Linked DNA regions of Zea mays: all the other regions are linked to region 3. The links are chromatin contacts, called in public Hi-C maps. All regions are on one chromosome and are shown on one strand. Each heading gives the region's core, a stretch centred on a gene start, on an enhancer-like site or on the middle of the called end of the contact. The rest is flanking DNA. Distances are from core to core; before and after follow the strand shown.

What was found. A called contact is a pair of places that touch in the nucleus more often than the background predicts.
Region 1: a contact with region 3 is called in a Hi-C map of leaf, with 3 times the contacts expected there. The contact joins the enhancer-like site here to the promoter of LOC541891 in region 3. A contact is called at or near these places in 7 of 25 Hi-C or Micro-C datasets (bundle sheath, ear, endosperm and 3 more).
Region 2: a Hi-C map of tassel shows a contact between it and region 3, with 2.5 times the contacts expected there. The contact joins the promoter of LOC100284825 here to the promoter of LOC541891 in region 3. A contact is called at or near these places in 2 of 25 Hi-C or Micro-C datasets (ear and tassel).

What each region holds. Positions count from the first base shown.
Region 1 is chr7:42,938,392-42,941,574 of Zm-B73-REFERENCE-NAM-5.0, forward strand. LOC103632291 (phosphomannomutase/phosphoglucomutase) reads right to left here. Exons shown (of 17, transcript XM_008654105.4): 15 at 2,366-2,462; 16 at 2,173-2,250; 17 at 1,637-2,100. The coding sequence ends at 1,993. Among protein-coding and RNA genes, the nearest start is that of LOC109941238, 60 kb to the left of the region's middle. Within about 2 kb of position 1,435, at least 8 of the 20 cell types and tissues checked have an H3K27ac peak or open chromatin away from gene starts, as enhancers often do. A contact at or near this core is called in ear, endosperm and leaf, where this site is marked.
Region 2 is chr7:42,528,818-42,532,266 of Zm-B73-REFERENCE-NAM-5.0, forward strand. It overlaps LOC100284825 (60S ribosomal protein L44), which reads left to right and starts at 1,962. Exons shown (of 4, transcript NM_001157720.2): 1 at 1,962-2,128. The coding sequence starts at 2,126.
Region 3 is chr7:42,734,596-42,737,862 of Zm-B73-REFERENCE-NAM-5.0, forward strand. LOC541891 (plasma membrane intrinsic protein 2) reads right to left here and starts at 1,447. Exons shown (of 3, transcript NM_001111557.1): 1 at 746-1,447; 2 at 476-616; 3 at 1-401. The coding sequence starts at 1,360. The coding sequence ends at 291.

The DNA.
Region 1 (3,183 bases), core at 185-2,684, 200 kb after region 3:
AACATGTTCGGTGCATATAGGACAGTGAATAGTAACCTGTCCGGTGCATAGCACAGTGAATAGTAACATGTCCGGTGCACCAATGGCTAGCCCTTTCAGAGAAGAAAACTATCAATTAGATCAGTTACTGTGCAGTGTCCAGTGGCGCATCGGACAGTCCGGTGCACCCGCAGACAGGGAAGGCTGGGAGCTTCCAAATGAAGCTCCAACGGCTCCTAGGCCCTTTAGGACTATAAAAGGGACCCCTAGGCGCCTCAAACAAGTGTACAAGAGCAGCCAACAAGTCCATACATCATTTGGATCAATTCTTTCTCTCCCTCTCTTGTATATCTCTCTAGTGTGTGTAGAGGCGAAGTTATAAACCTTTAGAGAGAGGGGAAGTGCTGCTGAGAGCTAGAGCAAAATCTTGATCGCATTATTACTCTGCTGGAGTGTTGTCGAGAATATTGTAAGCAGCCACGGTATCGTTGTAACTGATATCAACATAGTGGAAGGCTCTATCTGTTGCACTGATAGATCTGAGCAAACGGAGGAAGGAGTTAAAATAGACTCTAAGCCAAGATGTGGCTAACTCTAACAAGAACTAGGCAAGCATTTCAGGCTTGGCCGAACCTTGGGATAAATCCTTGTGCCTGTGTGCTCTGCTCTGTGTTGTGTAATGTCTTTGTCTTATTTGCTTTTTATACTTGCACTTCAATACTTATATGTGGTATAAGTTGTCTTCAAAGTGCAGGGTATTTTAAGACAGGAACTTCAATTCCGCTGCAACCTACTCGACGGGTCTTTCATTCCACTGCGATCCAGTCTTCAAGTAGAGTAAGAATTTCCAGTTTTTAAGTGTTAATTTTTATTCGCCTATTCACCCCCTCTAGGCGACATCTAGATCCTGTCTCCGGACAAATGGAACTTTCAAAACTGCTGGAGATAGTCTAAGTGTCCAACGATTATTAATGCTTAGAACTAACATATCATTAACCTTTTTGGTCATCATTTAAAAAACGGCCATTAGTTTTCATCGATAAAGGCACTAATACAATGTTAACCTAATCATCTTTTGATCTAACTTAAGCCTAATCATCTATTGTTACGATATAAATTATTTTGTTTCTGCAAAAATATATATTAGTTACAATAATTTTATATTTTTATCAATTATCAAAACTAACATAGTACCTTTTTCAAGCTCTTCTATATAAAGAGAAACGCTATAGCTATGAATGACAATGGACTATAAATTTTACACTATAAGATTTAAGAATTAGATTAGGATCAGATATTTTTTCTATTCATTTTTAAACTAAAATTTATTTAAGATCTTATCATTTTATATTTTATGAATAACCATTTGGATTATGATCCTCTACCATCTACAGCTCACAGCGGCGAGGTGGTGGACGTGTGGGCACCAAAATGGTACAGCACAAGCCTTGCGTGGTGTCCACGTCAGATGCCACCATTCATGTTTACACCAAACGACAAATTTGTACTACGTCCGGGCTCTTCTTTTATGAGCGAAACGTAGCAAATATGCGAGAATACGGTGAACACTCTACAGGTCTGCTGCAATTGTATCCTACCATCTACCAAAATGTTAAGATGCCGACAAAGAACAGCGAATGGGTAATTCAAACCAATGTGAAATCGCTAAAGAAAAATCGAGGTACTTATTGGCAAATTCGTGGCCTCACATCACAGCAAGCCTCCTGATCCTTTTAAAAAAATACTCAGGTAACTCAAACCTTATTCTCAAGTAAAGATCAGCCTCAACAGTACGCACGCATATTCTTACTCTGATAGCTGGTATAAACACACACAAGAATCATCTCAACACTGAAATCTCCCTTGTCTTTCCAAACTAAAAAGCCTGTGCAAGTAATAAACTGGTATATTTCTGTATGATACTCGTGCCACATGTAGAACATGTTCGACCGGGGCGAACACGACACCATGCGAAGCTGATCACATTATGATGCCAATGTCCGTCCCTTATATTCACTGATGCACGAATTTGTTCAGTGCCGTCACATCCAGTGCTGGAAATTCATTCACAGCAGCAAGAACCGCAAGCCCCAGCTTAATCGCATCATCGTTACTCTGTGCCTGTAGCATGCGCACATCACATGACTCCGAAATGCCTTCATTAGGATTGAGAGAGGAAGTGAAGAGAACTACCTCAATGTTTAGGGGAAGAACAGGATCATGCAGAGAGAGCCTCAGCAAGAACCACCCACCATATCCTGAAACCCTTACCTGTGTATGGTATGCCATAAAATAAGCAGAAATCCAGCTTTCTCGCAGAAGAAAAATTATGCATCAAGATCTATATTCAAGTTTCGAAAGAACAAAGCAAAGAATATGTACATACGCCCTCATGGTTCACCGGGGCTTTACGGAGATTTGGGTCTTTGCTGATTGCATTCTCTAAATGTCTCAAGACGGATTCTCCATAGTCACGGAAGGACCTGTAGACATATCAATCCACAAATATTTAAAATCTTCGCATGACTAATCTAGTCATAGTTCAATCTGTTAGTGGGCTGGAAACCCTAACCCTAACCAGGGTTGGGGGAGCTATATTTATAATAGAGTTGTTGGCCCTAAGCCCATTACATAGAAAACACCCCATTACAATACAAAGCCACAAATAACTCTAACACTCTCGTGGTCGAAATTCTAGCCACGACAGATGTTAAGACTGGACCAAACCTCCTCAAATAACGATGTAGTTAGGCCCTTGGTGAAGATGTCGACAAACTGAGAAGTGGTCGGGACATAGAGAACTCGCACATCCCCGACGGCGACACGCTCGCGGACGAAGTAGAGGTCGAGCTCAACATGATTTGTGCGCTGGTGCTGAACAGGATTGGTGGAGAGATACATGGCACTGACGTTATCACAGTAGACAAGTGTGCTCCATGTCAACGGACTGTGCAGCTCCTGGAGCAGCTGACGAAGCCATGCCGCCTCAGCGACGCCATTAGCCACAGTGAGGTACTCGGCCTCGGCGCTGGAGGGGAGAAACGAATGGAATATAAGGGGATGGAGCTGTCGCATCGAGCAACCACAGCAACAGTAAGATCTCGTATGGTAAGTCCCCAGGGATCGAACTCCATAGAACAACGGTTATCAGTGGTGAAGCGACGGACCAAGAGAAGGTTCTAGATGATGTTGGGACAACAAAAA
Region 2 (3,449 bases), core at 712-3,211, 210 kb before region 3:
TTGTGAGAAAGTAGATGCACGGTCTAGAAACTCTTGAGTTTTGGTAAACCATTCACGTGAGTGGCACCCACTCTTCTTGAAGCATTCATACATCCAATCACGACTATTACCCATCATTGCAACTATGTATGAGTAAGAAGTGCACATGAGACATTTACGTTTCTACACATCACGACCTACATCTATAGGTAATTGATAGGTCATATACCCACCCAAGGATGACCAATGGAGTGTGGTATTTGTGATCACCATATGATGTGCTCGAACAAAATTTTGGTGGCATAGCCTCACTGCTCTCTACTGCATGCCCGGTTTGGTGCAGCAGAGAACAACAAGGTTACATAGTCGAAATTCCATACGAGCACATCATGGTGGTCACAAATGACACACTTCATCGATCATCCTGAGGTTGTCCAGAAAAGGGACAATTCTGGATCGCCGCACATCACATGAGTGATGCATATGATGCATAGTCGTCTGAAACAGGTGACATATAGTTTTCGAAACAGTGTAACACAATATTAAGGGCGGAGATTACAAGGTAACCCTAACCGAGTAATATAAGATTAAAAGTTAACTCTAATCAATAAATAACATCAAAATCAACAATTCAATAGCATAAGCTAAATCTAATATAATAGACTTAATACTTACCTAACATCAAGCCACATAGTTAATATTTGCAACGTCAAATTAAAAATAGCAATTATAATGCGTAAAGTCATATTAAAACTAAGAACACTATCGATTAACAATTTTAAACTAACTCTAATCACATAAAAGTTAACTCCTGTCGATCATAAAAACCGACGAAAATAAACATCTTCATACATATTTAACTACTCTAATCACACTCGCATTTTAATTCGATAGGTTAGTGAGTTATCCCTCGATGACGAGGCAACATGAGTGTTGTTCCATGGGAGATAACGACGACAGAGGGTTCCTCGGGTGGCGGCAGCTCCTTGGCCCAACGGCTCTTTGGTGGCTGACCGGTGTTTGGGGGCGTGGGTGGCAGCTCCTGGGAGGGGCTACAGGGGACGACGATGGACGAGGCTCCAGGTCTGAGGGTGGTGGTGGCTCCTCGCCGGAGCTGGTGGAGGTGGTGGCGCTACTGGGTGGTGACAGCTCCTCGCTTTGGCTGGTGGAGGTGGCGGCGCCGGCTCCTTGCGGGGACCAGTGGATGTGGCAGCGTGGCTCCCGAACTGGCGGCGATGGAGGCAACGTTGGGCGGCGGTGCACGACAACTGAGGCGTCGGGAGAATGATTTTGGTCGAGAGAGAAGTAGCGCGTGTGTGGGTAACCGTGACCTCATAAACAACTAATCCCCATCGGCCTTGGATTGGGCCATCGGGAATAACTCAATAAACCCCGCCAGCTTAGGTCATAGCCGACGAGAGTTGTAAAACTCAAGGCGTGCTAGGTCACGAGTCATTTCATGGCCCATTAATCTCCGTCGGCCCAGGCTACGCCCAACAGGACTTATTGAACTCCTAGGTCTGTCGACATGGGTCAGTGCAGACAGGAGTTATTAATATCTAGGAGCGCTACTTCATGGCCCACTAATTCTCGTCGGCCATCGCCATGACCGACGATAGTTAAGTAATGCACGTCGGTCTAGCCCTTGGCCGACGACAATTAACTCTCGTCGGCTCCTCCGACGGAGATAGGTTAATTCAAGTCGGTTTTGTATTTGGCCGACGAGAATTATTTTGGCCGACGGAAGTCATCCTGATTCCTGTTGTGATTTGTTGGTGGTTACCAGGTGTGGATTACCCATTAGGTATCATTAACCGATTGGGTGTGGGTATGAAAACAATTTATTACTCATGAGCAGTGACGATAGTGTATTAGATAAAATTTAATTTCGCCGGTATAAATATAGGCTAGCGAGTTCGTACTTGTTGCTGTCTCTACTTGTAGGCTGAGTGATAAAAGGCTGTAAATCTACATGACAGGCCAAATATTGGACCAAGGAACAGGCCCATGAACTCGCTAAAGCGCAGGAGGCCCGGCTCTGTTCTGATATATCGCTCCGCCGCTAGGGTTTTCAGGGATCCCGCCTCACACCGCCGCAAGGACTCGCGACGGACGGAGCAACGGAGGAAGCAACTACGCGGCAGCCATGGTCAGCGACTCCCACCTATCCTCCTTTTACCTTGTGCTTACGATCTCAGGCCTTTTCTGTCTGCCTTGTGGTACATGGCCCTGGATACTCTGTCCCGATTCGTTCCTGTGTTTTGGTCTAATTCTGCCAGCTCGGGATGGAGAGCAGTAATGTAAGCGAAGCCTTTTTAGTGATGTAACTAGGGTTTGTTTTGATCGCTGGTCTCCGCTTAGTGCTATTTTAGTTTGGGTTTCTCGCGCGGTCGTGTATTGTGAATTTTGTGTTGTTTGAGGATTTTTGTATTATATAAGGTGTTGTTTGGATGCGTATTATCCACATCAATATACAAGTTTTGAAGTGGATTGTAGTGGAAATTAGTTTAAGTTGCACTCTAGTCCATGATACATTGCATGCAAACAAGGCCCAAACATCTATATATTTTCATCTATTTTAGTGGGCATTGTTAGTTTTAAAAAAAGCGTTTACGATTAACCAGACTGCAAGCACTTATATCTGTCCAGTTCGTGTGTTACAATATATAATTATATTTGCTGATCTACTGATCGTATGCATGCATGGGTATAAATAGAGGTATCTATATCAAGCGAAATGGTTATGCCATCTATTTATTGGCAACGTATCAGGTGAAAACCAAGTTTCCGTGCAAATCAACTAAGAAAAGTCACAAAAATTTGCCTAGTAGTGTCACATTTAGTATTTTATTTATCGATTGTTTGTCTGAGGCAAAATTAAAAATTTGAACTCGTGCAATGGTGTGCAAGGTCTTCATACTAATGTTTAATTACATCTTTTGTCTCTCACAAAGGATTGTTTATCTATCCTATTAACAACAAAATGTCTTGTGTACTAATTCAAGCTTCTAACTAGCATGTAGAGAATTCGTCTCACATTAAGTAAAAGACTTTACCAAGATCTCATTCTGTCATGAGTTGGTTTTGTTCCATGACTACATGCTAACCTTGTTGATATTTTTGGGGTGCTTGTGAGAAGGAATTGACCAACGTTATCAAGTCATCTGACTAATCATGATTAATGGTGATTAGTCGGGCTGATTGGTGCCATGGTGATCAGCTATACTTAAGATTAATCGTTATTAATCGTGATCAGTTGAGATTAGTCATGACTCATGATCAATCATGACTAGTCAAGCTAATTGGTACCATGGCGACTAGGACCAATTAGACGATTTGATAACATTGGAATTGATATCTTGTTTTACTGGCACCTTTCTTACTAGAGTTCTTTTTGTATCTATTGTGTTAGCAACTTCAAGCTTTATTGTTCCTTGTTCATGAATTGTAAGTTATATGATATTAGTCAA
Region 3 (3,267 bases), core at 197-2,696:
ATTCGTCCATCTTTATTAAGTTAGATTGACTGCAACCCAACAGGACACACAGACGCTGACCAAGTCACACTTGCTTTCCACACCGCACACAAACTCACAAACGCCTGCGCTAGCTACCGTTGCCGGCAGCTGCAACACTTGACCTGAATGAAAGCTACTGCTGCTGTGGATGGGCGGGGGCAAAGGCGAGGTGAGCCTAGACGTTGCTCCGTACCCCCTTGCGCTCTCCTTCTCCGTTCACCTTAAACTGCGGAGGAGGAAGAGCTGAATAGCCCGCCGACGAGATGGTCCTAGGCGTTGCTCCGGAAGGAGCCGTACCCCCTGGCGCTGGCGCGGAGGACGATCTGGTGGTATAGCGCTGCGATCGCCGCTCCGATGAACGGGCCCACCCAGAAGATCCACTGCATGCAGCAACAGCAAATTAGCAACCAACAAATGAGTGAGTGCTGCAATCGTGGACAATGTGTGTAAATACCTGGTCGCTCCAGGCTTTGCTGTTGTTGTACACGACGGCGGCGCCGAGGCTCCTCGCCGGGTTGATACCGGTGCCAGTGATCGGGATCGTCGCCAGGTGCACCATGAACACAGCGAACCCGATCGGAAGCGGCGCCAGCACCTGATGAGCATTTCCTTGGTTCATCAATAATGCAACACGAGAGGCAATGCACAGCACAAGTTCTGGAGAAATGGGCAGCAGCAGGAATAAATGCAGGATCACATCTCAAAGGAAAGGCGTGTATATTACCGGAACGTGGGAGTCGCGAGCGTTGCGCTTGGGGTCGGTGGCGGAGAAGACGGTGTAGACGAGCACGAAGGTACCGATGATCTCGGCGGCGAGCCCCGTGCCGGTGGAGTACCCGGCGCTGACCTCATTGGCGCCGCCGCCGTAGCGCGCGTAGAACCCGCTCTGGAAGCCCTTGACGAGCGCGACGCCGCAGATAGCACCGAGGCTCTGCGCGGCCATGTACAGCAGAGCGCGCACCAGGGAGACCTTGCGCGCCAGGAAGAGGCCGAACGTGACGGCCGGGTTGATGTGGCCGCCCGAGATGCCGGCGGTGCAGTAGACGAGGATGAAGATCATGCCGCCGAACGCCCACGCGATGCCCAGGATGCCCACGCCGCTGCACGCCGCGTCGGGCCCCGACGCCGACGCGTCCGTCTGGTGCTTGTACCCGATCACCGTGGCAACCGTGATGTACAGGAACAGCAGCGTGGCCACGAACTCGGCGATCACGGCGCGGTACAGGGACCACTTGCCGAGCTCGTCGATGTCGATCAGCGGTGCCGGCGGAGGGTCCGCGTAGTCACGGTCACGGACGCCGCCGGCCTCTAGAGTGGACACATCCACCTCCTTGCCCATCTCACCTGCTTCACAAGCTTTTGAGTGGTGACCTACTGGCTTGCAAAGAGAGCTAAGATAGAGTCGGTTGACAATTGCTTGCTTGCGTTGCTGTGTTAGGGCTGACACGGAGGGTATGTATTTATAGGGAGTTTATGGAGGAGGGCATTCGTGTGGGTTTAAGCGGTAATGCATTTCTAAATAAAATGGAAAATTCTTGTGCTCATGGGTAGTTGTTCTGCGTGGGGCAGACAAATGTTTGCTTGTTTAGCGATTCATGAGCATGTCTTGCAAAAGTTCAGATTTCCCGCTGGACATGTCAATGAGGAGTCATCTCAAAACTCATCGTTTGAGTTTCAGCGCAGTATATGAAATATATAGAAGATGTTATGTAATAATGCGAAATTAACGAATCTTTCATTTTTGTTTTCCAACAGCTTTCCAAAATATAGCAGGAATTTAGATTACACTGTATAGCGGAGGGAAAGGGTTCTCATACTGAAACTCTAATAATGCCCCATTTGTTGGGATGCAGTATTGTTGTTTTCTTTTAAATGGTGTACATGCATGTGATTCTACAGCGTTTTCACACCGATTAACTCTACAGTGTTCCACGTTTTATTTTTTTCTATCTGCCATATTAAAGCATCAGTTTCAACGGTCATCTCACGTCATCTTTTTATAAATAATCTCTTATTTCTTTGAAATCAACCTGCGGTTTCAGATCATATCTCATCACTATCCTATTTTTTCGCACAACAATGTTCTGGTAGCTGTCGCTCTAGCAACAAACCCCGTCCATTTTGCAACAACCTCTGTCCGCTTCTTCCGCCGTTGCACATTGAATTTTAAGTGAAACCAACTATACAATTGGAGATGAGTACAAGACTATGTAAAAAGCAGAAAATGTTTTTATTGTTTGATGTGATACTCTAAAGGCAAGAGCAAGTATTTATTTCAGTAAGCATGTTAATCATTAGAGGATAAACTTGTTGTATTTAGTATTTCAGGAATGATCTTGTTGGCATACTTGTACTTATCTATGTCTTACCAGTTCAATATCTAGTATATGAACAATATGTTCATTTCGACATTAAATTCATTTATTATGGTATTTTTATGTGGAGGGTCTATTAAGACTCTCAAGTGTCGATTAGTCACCCAATCAATATCATCAAATATGGTTGGGTACCGTTGCAACGCACGGGGATTAAACTAGTTTTAAATAACATACGACCAGTATTCCGTTGTTATGGTGTGCGAACTCTTGTAAGTATACCGAATCTCACTGTTTCTCAGTTCAGGAAATCCTTATACACTAGGTTCAGCTAGCATGCTGTCAGTCTGTCACGACCCGTGGCCTAGGGTTCGCCAAACCCTAGACGTGAGCCGCGACAGCAGGAACCGACAGCTTTCCTAGTAAGCTTCGGTGGCGAGGAAGAAGAAGTAGACAGGTTTGTGGCTAATCCTTTCTTATTCAATTCGTCATCTCTGACGGTTTATCAGTACAAGTATTTATAGGCCATTAGATGGGCCAGATTACAATCAAAGAAAAGCCACACAATGGCCCAGATTAACCCTAATGCTTCTAGAACCTCATAGATCTCCAGATCTACTACTACACCGAACTCACCTCTGCTTCAGTCGTTACATTTCCCCCCCCCCCCAACAGAACTCGCTTGTCCCCAAGCGAGGGCATCAGGAAACCTGTTTTTGACCACATAAAAATCTTCCCAGGTTGCTGAAGAAACAGGCAAACCTGACCATTTAATCATCACTTGAGGCAATGCATGATTACCCCTCCGAACCAACCTTCTGTCCACAATTTTCTCAGGCCAAATCCCTGGACCAGACAAATCTGCCACCTTGGGAAGCTCAGCAAAAACTGGAGTATGATTAGGGTGAAATGCCTTTAACTGGGATACATG